Regions from separate parts of the Sus scrofa genome. Here regions 1 and 2 are each linked to region 3. Evidence: chromatin contacts called from public promoter capture Hi-C data. All regions are on one chromosome and are shown on one strand. The core of a region is the stretch at or near the end of the contact, and the rest is flanking DNA. Distances in the headings are between cores, read along the strand shown.

What was found. Promoter capture Hi-C pulls out the DNA fragments that hold promoters and counts their contacts.
Region 1: a promoter capture Hi-C map of fetal skeletal muscle shows a contact between it and region 3, with 6 times the contacts expected there. The contact joins the enhancer-like site here to the promoter of COG6 in region 3. A contact is called at or near these places in 2 of 5 promoter capture datasets (fetal liver and fetal skeletal muscle), 11 of 47 Hi-C or Micro-C datasets (brain, embryonic fibroblasts, fetal heart ventricle and 6 more) and 1 of 2 datasets of contacts at active chromatin or transcription factors (skeletal muscle).
Region 2: a contact with region 3 is called in a promoter capture Hi-C map of liver, with 5 times the contacts expected there. The contact joins the promoter of PROSER1 here to the promoter of COG6 in region 3. A contact is called at or near these places in 3 of 5 promoter capture datasets (fetal liver, fetal skeletal muscle and liver), 14 of 47 Hi-C or Micro-C datasets (brain, embryonic fibroblasts, fetal heart ventricle and 8 more) and 2 of 2 datasets of contacts at active chromatin or transcription factors (alveolar macrophages and skeletal muscle).

The regions. Positions count from the first base shown.
Region 1 is chr11:14,203,692-14,206,391 of Sscrofa11.1, reverse strand. The region is part of intron 7 of NHLRC3 (a long non-coding RNA gene); the gene reads right to left. Among named protein-coding and RNA genes, the nearest start is that of NHLRC3, 21 kb to the right of the region's middle. Within about 2 kb of position 1,316, at least 5 of the 83 cell types and tissues checked have an H3K27ac peak or open chromatin away from gene starts, as enhancers often do. A contact at or near this core is called in fetal skeletal muscle, where this site is marked.
Region 2 is chr11:14,182,437-14,185,136 of Sscrofa11.1, reverse strand. It overlaps PROSER1 (proline and serine-rich protein 1), which reads left to right and starts at 1,291. Exons shown (of 13, transcript XM_021065266.1): 1 at 1,291-2,154. The coding sequence starts at 2,110. It overlaps NHLRC3 (a long non-coding RNA gene), which reads right to left and starts at 1,001. Exons shown (of 10, transcript XR_002336530.1): 1 at 682-1,001; 2 at 339-497; 3 at 1-53.
Region 3 is chr11:14,574,936-14,577,635 of Sscrofa11.1, reverse strand. COG6 (conserved oligomeric Golgi complex subunit 6) reads right to left here and starts at 1,432. Exons shown (of 22, transcript XR_002336515.1): 1 at 1,182-1,432. LHFP (lipoma HMGIC fusion partner) reads left to right here and starts at 1,506. Exons shown (of 6, transcript XM_005668367.3): 1 at 1,506-1,837; 2 at 1,929-2,038.

The DNA of each region.
Region 1 (2,700 bases), core at 67-2,566, 370 kb after region 3:
TCCTCAGAAGACCCTCCTTGTGTTCCCATCCACTTACTACTCCTCAAGGCAACTACCCTGACCTCTAACAGCCCAGATTACTTTAGCCAGTTTATATACTTTATATAAAAAGAGTCATACATTACCTACTCTTCTGTATCTAGCTGAGTGACTGCTCTGTGTGTGTGCATGTATGTGTATACTTGAATGTATACACACACACACACACACACACACACACACACTTATTCCACTTTTCTCTGCAGGGCATTCCATTGAGTGAATATGCCATGATACAGTCTTCAATTTTAATGTCAATGGGCATTTGGGTAGCTTCCAGTTTAGAACTAAAAATGCTGTTATTAATATTCTAGACCATGACTTTTGCTGACTACGTGTAGGAGTGGACTTGCTGGATCACAGGCTCTGCCTATATGTAGCTTTACTTTTCCAAGTGGTAACACCCATTTACACTCAAGCAGCAGTGTGTGGGCTCCAGGTGAATGGCGAGTTTTCAGAGGGGAAAATGTTGCAAAAGCATTTCTTCGTTGAGAATAAAATGCCCAAATCCCTAAACCAGTTAATATTTTTTTCTCATTTTAATTTTTCATGGGCTAAAAGACCACTGATGGGAATAAATTATTCTAGTACTCTGTATACAATTTTCATTCACTCATTAGTAAACTACAACCCCTTTGTCTTACAACTAAATGCTGACTTTCTCCAAGTCCAACTCAAATGCTACTGTTTCCATAAGGTTTATCCCCTCAACTAGCAATATCATTCATTTCAACTCCTTTCACTTTATGCTATTTTTTATGTTCCAACTGGTATTTGGTTACATTGTGTATCCTACAGCCTTTGATTTATTAGTGGCTTGAGGGCAGAGATTGCACTTTTAAAAAAAATATATTACTGTCTATGCCACATGGGCTTTTGTTCACGCAGGGGGATTTTCATATACTTGTTCAGTGAATAAATAATATTCACATTTATTATGATGGGTCCCACTCCTTTATTTCTAGCATCACTCTGTGTTAGTACCTCTTTGCCTTAGAGAACAAATAACTAAAGACTTGATTTCATAAAATTGTAGTTTGAAGTGCATCTCCAATGCACCTCAGGGAACAGGGTGTGGGAAGGAATGTAGAGGAAAGGCAGAAAGTCCAGCAGTTTTTCTTGTTCAGAGGAATGCAGTACAATATGCTTTCTTGGAGCTCTGGGGATTGAAGTATCAGAGGGATTGCTGGCAGCTTGGGTTTGCATATGCAGCTCTGTTTGGGAATGCTCAGATGGTGTGTGATTGTGCTGTGCCTGCAACTGACAGTGCCATCTGTTCCTTGCTTTATTGAGCAATGAGACTTAGTCTCACTCTCCAAATGAGCACACGTGCATGTACACACACACACACTCAAGAGTCCCAATCTCCACCCCAGCCTAAACAGAAAACACAGGATTGACTCTCCCTTTCAGATTTTAATCTCAGCAGGAAATTCACATGAGTCAGGTATCTGAATACAACCCTAGTGAGATCTTCCTCTTTCATGGAGAACTGTGAGGTCCGAGTGGCTAAGAAACCAGGAATCACCACATGCAAAGCCACTCAGCATGGGAGATGAATTATAAGGACAGATGGAACCAGTCAAAAAAAAAAAAAAAATAGCTCCACAGAAAGATGCTTGCTGGAAGGGTATCAGTATAGATGTCAGACATGAGCAGTGTAATAAAACAGCAATAGGAGGTGATAAAAAGAACTTTTTAGAATTGTTAAGAACTATTTTTTAAGTAAAATGTGTATCTATCCATTATTTAGAAATAGCAGTTATTTCCTCATATCATCATCTTCATCAAATACAGAGAAACAATGGAGCTCACTGTTCCATAGATGCAGCTCTATTGTATGAGATCATGTACCCAGAACAGAAACAGAGAAATTGAGCAACATGATTAACGAGCCATAGGTACAGAGAACATATGTCCAGTATTTTCTGTAATTGTCTCAATTTACATAATTTTATTCTTTCAAAAAAAAGACTAAATGTATAATAACATAATCTTTGCACAATTTTAAGTCTTTTCACGTAAAAAAAAAAGTCACAAATCAAGAAAAGTCCTTTTTTAAGAATAGGAATCTTGGACTTGGAAAATACAGCTGTTAGAATGATGGCCTTGAGAATACAGATGGAGACTGATGTCAGTGTATGCGTTTGGGGGAAGCAACGATCACTTTCAGCAAGATGCTGGCATCACCCGAAAGAGTAGTCTTCCACGACACAATGGAGAAATGCTGGATGAAACATAAGCAGTTTCTCAAGCGTACTAAATGAGCTTTCAGGACAGAACGAAGCACTTTCTGTGAAGCCAAAATGGAAAGGAAACTGAAAACCTGCAAGGTAAGCTTCTCAGCCAAGCCAGTGGAAGACTTCAGTTTGGGGGAAAGGAGGACGTTTCAGGAGCCATGGGGCTGCTATTTTACGCCTACAGAAGACTAGACCTTGGGTAGCCTGGCGCAAAAGTTTGAGGCCAAATAGGGTGTCTGCGTAGTGTCAAAGTGTCTCTTCCCAAATATGTGGTAGTTTACAAAGGGGAAAGTAATAAATTTACAGAGGAGCTTCCTGGCAGACATCACCTCAGCCAAGTGATGCTGGTTACCATAGCAATACCTCCTAACACATCTATCTGGACATCAGGTTTCCCTGATATGGCGCACTGAGAAAGGCA
Region 2 (2,700 bases), core at 42-2,541, 390 kb after region 3:
AGGAAATATCCATCCTCTGTGAACACTAATACCTTTGGGATGTTATCCCCTCTCTAAAGGTACACAAAAATAACTGCTTAGGTAAGATCCGTTTTAAAGAGGCAATCTTTATGTTGGCAAAGAGAAACAAAATTTAAAAGTTAATCGAGAAATTCAGTCACGTTTAAAAAACCTGCTACGAAACCTAACAACATTATTATCTACCACATTCAAAATTAAAATGTTAACTTTAACTCAAAAAAAAAATTTCACAATTGGCAAAACATAAACGTATATATGGACTTAATACAGGAAAACTGTCTTCTTCATGTTCATAACTCCGAAAAAAATTTACTTACTTGGGCTACATAAACCAATTCGTTGAGGGAATCAACTGCAACACAAAATGTTGCTCCAGTAAAGTATTCTGAATACGTGGGCCAATCCACATCCAGCCGGTAAAGGATTTCCTCAGCTCTCCAGGAAAATTTAAAAGCAAAATGAAGACGTAGTGGGAGCTGCGTAAGAAAAGAAAATAGGAAAACGTTTTAACACTGAGACAAGCAACACGTCGGCGGTTCGGCCCCCGGTGCAGGTTTTGAGCCCAGCTAGTGCGAAAACCAGCTCCAACTCCATCCCAAGACCTCCTCCCCACAGTGCTATCCACACACCCACCAGCCGTTTCCTCACAATCCAACTCACCGAAGAGCCACAAATATGCGAATGTAAAACCAGATATGCAAGAAAGAAGCCAGCGCCGGCTACGCAGACCCAGAATCTCGCCATGACCAGACGGGAAGTCTGGTGAGGGAAAAGGATTGGCAGGCGGCTGGGGGCCACCGGACAGCCTCAAGTCCACGCACTTAGTCGCTTCCCGAGTTCCTAGCTCCAAACCCCTTTCCCTGGATGCGCGGGGTTCGAGAACGAAAAGGCAGCAGAGACCCAAGTAACAGAAAATCAGAACTGAGGTTTTGGGTTCCCAACTCGTTCCCGCCCCCGCCCTCATATCACGTGCCTCGTTTTACCCCGTGACCACCCTTCGGACCTTCCACGCTGCGGAGATCTCCGGTACGCCAGTATCGGGGCGCCCGTAGATATGCCTTAACAACTCCACATTCATTCTTTTAAATTCAGATTTAGCAATCACAAACTGGCACAATCAAATCCTAGAATCAAGGGTGTGACCCTCAAAAAATAACTTTTGGGTTCTGGGACGAACATCAGCTGCATCCAATTTCGAGACACCCAGGCATGCGCCATGGACATCTACATTCCCACACCAGGACCCCTTTAAAGTCGCTCCTGAAGGCGTGGTCTAAGCTGGCGGCGCAGAGTTGAGTTTACTCGGGTGCGACGGGCCCTATTGAAGGCCCCCAGGAGCCAGGGGGAAGCTGTGGGGGTAACCAGGAGGGGCTCCTGGCGCTCTTGGCGCTGCGGTATTCGGGAGTCCCCCTACCCGGGAGCGTTCCCCCCTTTGCCCGGCTCCTGGAGCTCTCCGGCCGCCGGCCCGCTCCCGGAAGCGGTGGCACCTGGTAACAAAGAGCCTGCCAGGCCTCCGCTGCCCGGGCTGCGGGACCGAGGAGTCCCGAGGAGCTGCTGGGAGTGAGCGCTAGTCAGGCCATGAGGCCAGGTTTGCGGCGGTGAGAGGCGGCCGGCGGCCGAGGCGCTGGTGCGGGCCGGGAAACCAGTGCCTCCTTCCTTGCCGCCCATCGGTTTCGGGGCGCAGGTGCCTCTACTCTCTGGGCCGCTCCACCTGGAAAGGCGGCTTCACGACGGCGGCACCTGGCCTTCGGCTGAAGGGACCGACGGTCTGCCTCGGGCTGCGAACCGCGGGTTTTTCTGCGGGACTCAGAGAGGACCTGGCTCTTCCGCGAGGGTTCCTGCTGCTTTGTGTAAAGAAGCTGGGGAAGCCTGACGGGTTTCGTTTTTAGTAAAAAGTTTTTATAAGTCTCCATTTTTGGAAATTTTTGCAGCGTTTGAAGTACTCTACCTCTTCGCATCCTTTCTCCTGCTCCTTGAGTCTTTTTTTCTTTCTCAGCGGTAAACATTTTTACTATTGGAGCAGACGAGGGATGAACATTTTGTAATTGAAAGTGTAACTGTTAAAACCTCGTGGAGCTAGTAGTCAAGATGGACAAAAAGTCCTTTGAAACGGTGCTGGATGAAATTAGAAAGGTAATTGCACTTAATTCCTTAATTCTGTGAGCTAAGAATTCTCTTATTCTCTTTCAGGGACTGCGTGTAAAATAATAGGATTGCAAAAAGTTGGAATTTTAACGTGGAGTGTAGAAACGTTATCTTGATGCATTTCACGATACAAACGGAAATTATGTTAAGGCTGAGATCAGTGCGGTGTTGCGGAGGTTGTTTTCAGAGTCCGGGTTCCGAATCCCGAGCTCTACAGATCATTTTTAATAGCTCCGTATTTTCGGATAAGTGATTTTAATATTTCCGAGGCGATTTCCTCATCTTTCAGTAACATAAGAGTGACTGGGAACTAGAAATAATACTTAGAAAGTTCCTTTAATGGTAGTTATTATTACGGAAAGTGTTTTTAAGTCTTGAGAATAAGCAGACTATGTTTGTTGCCTGGGAGGGCAAAATTAGCGTCCTAATAAAAAGTGTAGCATTAAGGTTAAGGTCATAGGAATGAGCTTCACTAACCTGAATTTTAAAACTTTTTTTTCTCTGCTTTCCACGTTTTTGCTGCGTTTTGGGGCG
Region 3 (2,700 bases), core at 183-2,682:
GTAAATGAAATAGTCCATGTCAATATTAGATACTTTAAACCCTTAAGAAATTGTATAATATTAGCATTTAATAAGAATTAACATTTCATAAGGAAAAACTGCTGGGGCCCTGTGCTAAGCAGTCTCTCCCTGAACCCTCACAACAACCCTGAGAAAGTTATTAGCAGTATTCCCAATTTAGAATTTTAACATCAGCTTAGAGAAGGGGCTTAAACCATAATGCACCAATTTGGTGGTTTAGAGCCAATAATCCGTGGCCCCAGAGCCTACCTTTCTTAGCTCATTATATTGTTATTTTTTTAACACAAAAATTCTTATTGACAGGTTACTGTCAGTTACCTACAAATTCATCTTTAGAACTCTCACTTCTACATATATATTTTTATTTTAACCACAACGGCATGACAATATACCTAGGGACTCAGTGATACAGAAGAGATAAGCAGCTACTAGTGGAGATGGGAAGTCCGCTCTAAGTTTCAGAAGGTACTTGGAAGAGGATGCGGGAGGTTTATCTTGTAAAGAAATACAGCACAAGCCCACACGTCAGTTAGTGCTTGGCTAACAACAAAATTAGTATTGTTTCCTTTGAACCATCAACAGGTGGTAGCCCTTTCGCGCTGTAAATTGTTAGTGCTTGGCCAACAACAAAAACTAGTATTGTTTCCTTTGAACCATAAGCAGGTGGTAGCCCTGTCGCTCTGTAAATTGTTAGATGTTTTCACCTGTCAATGGAAAAGCTCAGTGATGCTTAGCCTTGGCCTTCGTTCCTCCGAAGGCCCCCCTTCGTCCTGCCTTATCTTGCATTTTCCTCTTTTGCCCGTTTCTTCTTCTGCGCCCCCAGGGGGGTGTCTCCTCTCTCCCTCCCTGCTCAGAACCCCCGAACACCTGCGGAAGCAGGGCGCCTCCACCGTTTACCTTCCGGATCCAGAGTCATCGAGGAAAGAACCGTTTTAAATAAATAGGGAGCAATACCCAGAAAACCTCTTCGCTTTTCCAGGGGCTCCTCGGCCTACCCTTTCTTACCCGCCCCATGCCGGCACGACAGCGGGTCCCGAGGGCCTGGGGTCCCCTCGGCGGTGGGGACAAGGGACAAGCTAGAGGGTGTCGGACAGACGCCGCCCCCAGTCCCTCCGACCCGCGAACGACGCGGGACCTTCGGCCCTGCCGGCTGCGGTTACCTTGTCGTTGTCCAGCCGCGTGTCCAGGATCTTACGCAGCTTCCGCGACAGCGGGTTGTTGGTCTGCGCCGAGGTCCCACTGGCCCCATTACTGAAGCCGTTGGCAGCCCCGGTCACGGGCACTGCGACTACTTCCCCGCTACCCTCAGCCATAGCGCCGCGCGTCCCGCCCCCTCCTCGGCGCCGGCCACCTCAGCCCCGGTGCGCGACGCGCCAGCAGCCGCGCATCGCGCATGCGCCTACCTACCGCGCATGCGCCCTGGGAAGGTTCTGCCCTGACCACTCCTGTTGAGCGGAGCTGCTGGGGGCGGTAGAAATTGGTGGAAGGAAGAGAAGGGGCGGGGCAGGACTCTCGGAGCAAGAGGGGACGAGACTAACGCGCGACTTTGCAAAATAGATTAAACTTCAGGGCAAATTTATAGAGTTTGGAGATTCCAGTTTACGGGATTAAAAGGGCATGTGGAATCCTGAATCTTTGAAAGTTCGTGCTAGGCAGAAGTGAAACACACGGAGCCCTGTGTCTCACAAATACGTTCGGTAAAAGTTATTTCCAGTTAAGATCACTTTAGAATACTATGCAACTGTTATCTGCTGTGAAGGAGATTTAAATGAGGCTGTGGAAAGAATTCCAAAATCTAGTATGTGAAAAAAGCAAGGTGCGTTATAGTGTATATAATGTGAAACACTTGTGTGATTGTGTGAAAAAGAGAAATGTGTAAATTTAGGCTTTTTTTTTTTTTTTTCCAGGATGGCATTCCTGTGGAAAGGAGGTTTCCATTTTTCATTTGGTACCTTTCCAAGCGGCCTGAAATTTTCTAATCTTCGTGTGTTGCTGAATATGTGAACAGGTTAATAAGGTAGGCCCGCAACCTTAAATTATTCCCCACCTTTCCGTGTTTATTTGCACTTCTCTGAATTTGCATTTGTAAACAAAATAATCTGAAACTTGGAATGATATGTAGGAGTGCGAAGACAGGGACATTATGGTAAAATTTAAATATATTTAAAGCAATTTTTATGTTTTTTAATGTTAATTTATTTTATAATGCTAACTATAAATTATAAGTTAAAGCCGTAAAAATCAGGATTTTCAACAGTTCAAATCAATATTTTCCAACAGTTAAAAATAATTATTCAGGTAAGCCTCATCAGAGACCTAAGTTTTAAATATGTGTATATTTTTATATGGGTGTGTATATATATAATATTTATATATAACAATTCGTATTGAAGATAAAGGTTTTCTTTTAGTGAAAATGTGAATGCTAGTTATGTGTGTTGAGCTCCTTAATATACTAAAACACTTAGGCTATGAACACCTTGTCCTTAGAGGATGGGGAGTGTCAGCTCTGCCCCTTTTACTTTATTTGTGACTATATTGTTAGTATTATCTTCAATTTGTGGGTTCTCTGAAGGAATCTTTTTAGGCCATTTGCCATTTTGTGAGGCTGTTTATTTAAAGTTAGATGACATAATCTATAAATCCTCCCTACCTCCCCCCCCCCCCCCCCCCCCCCCC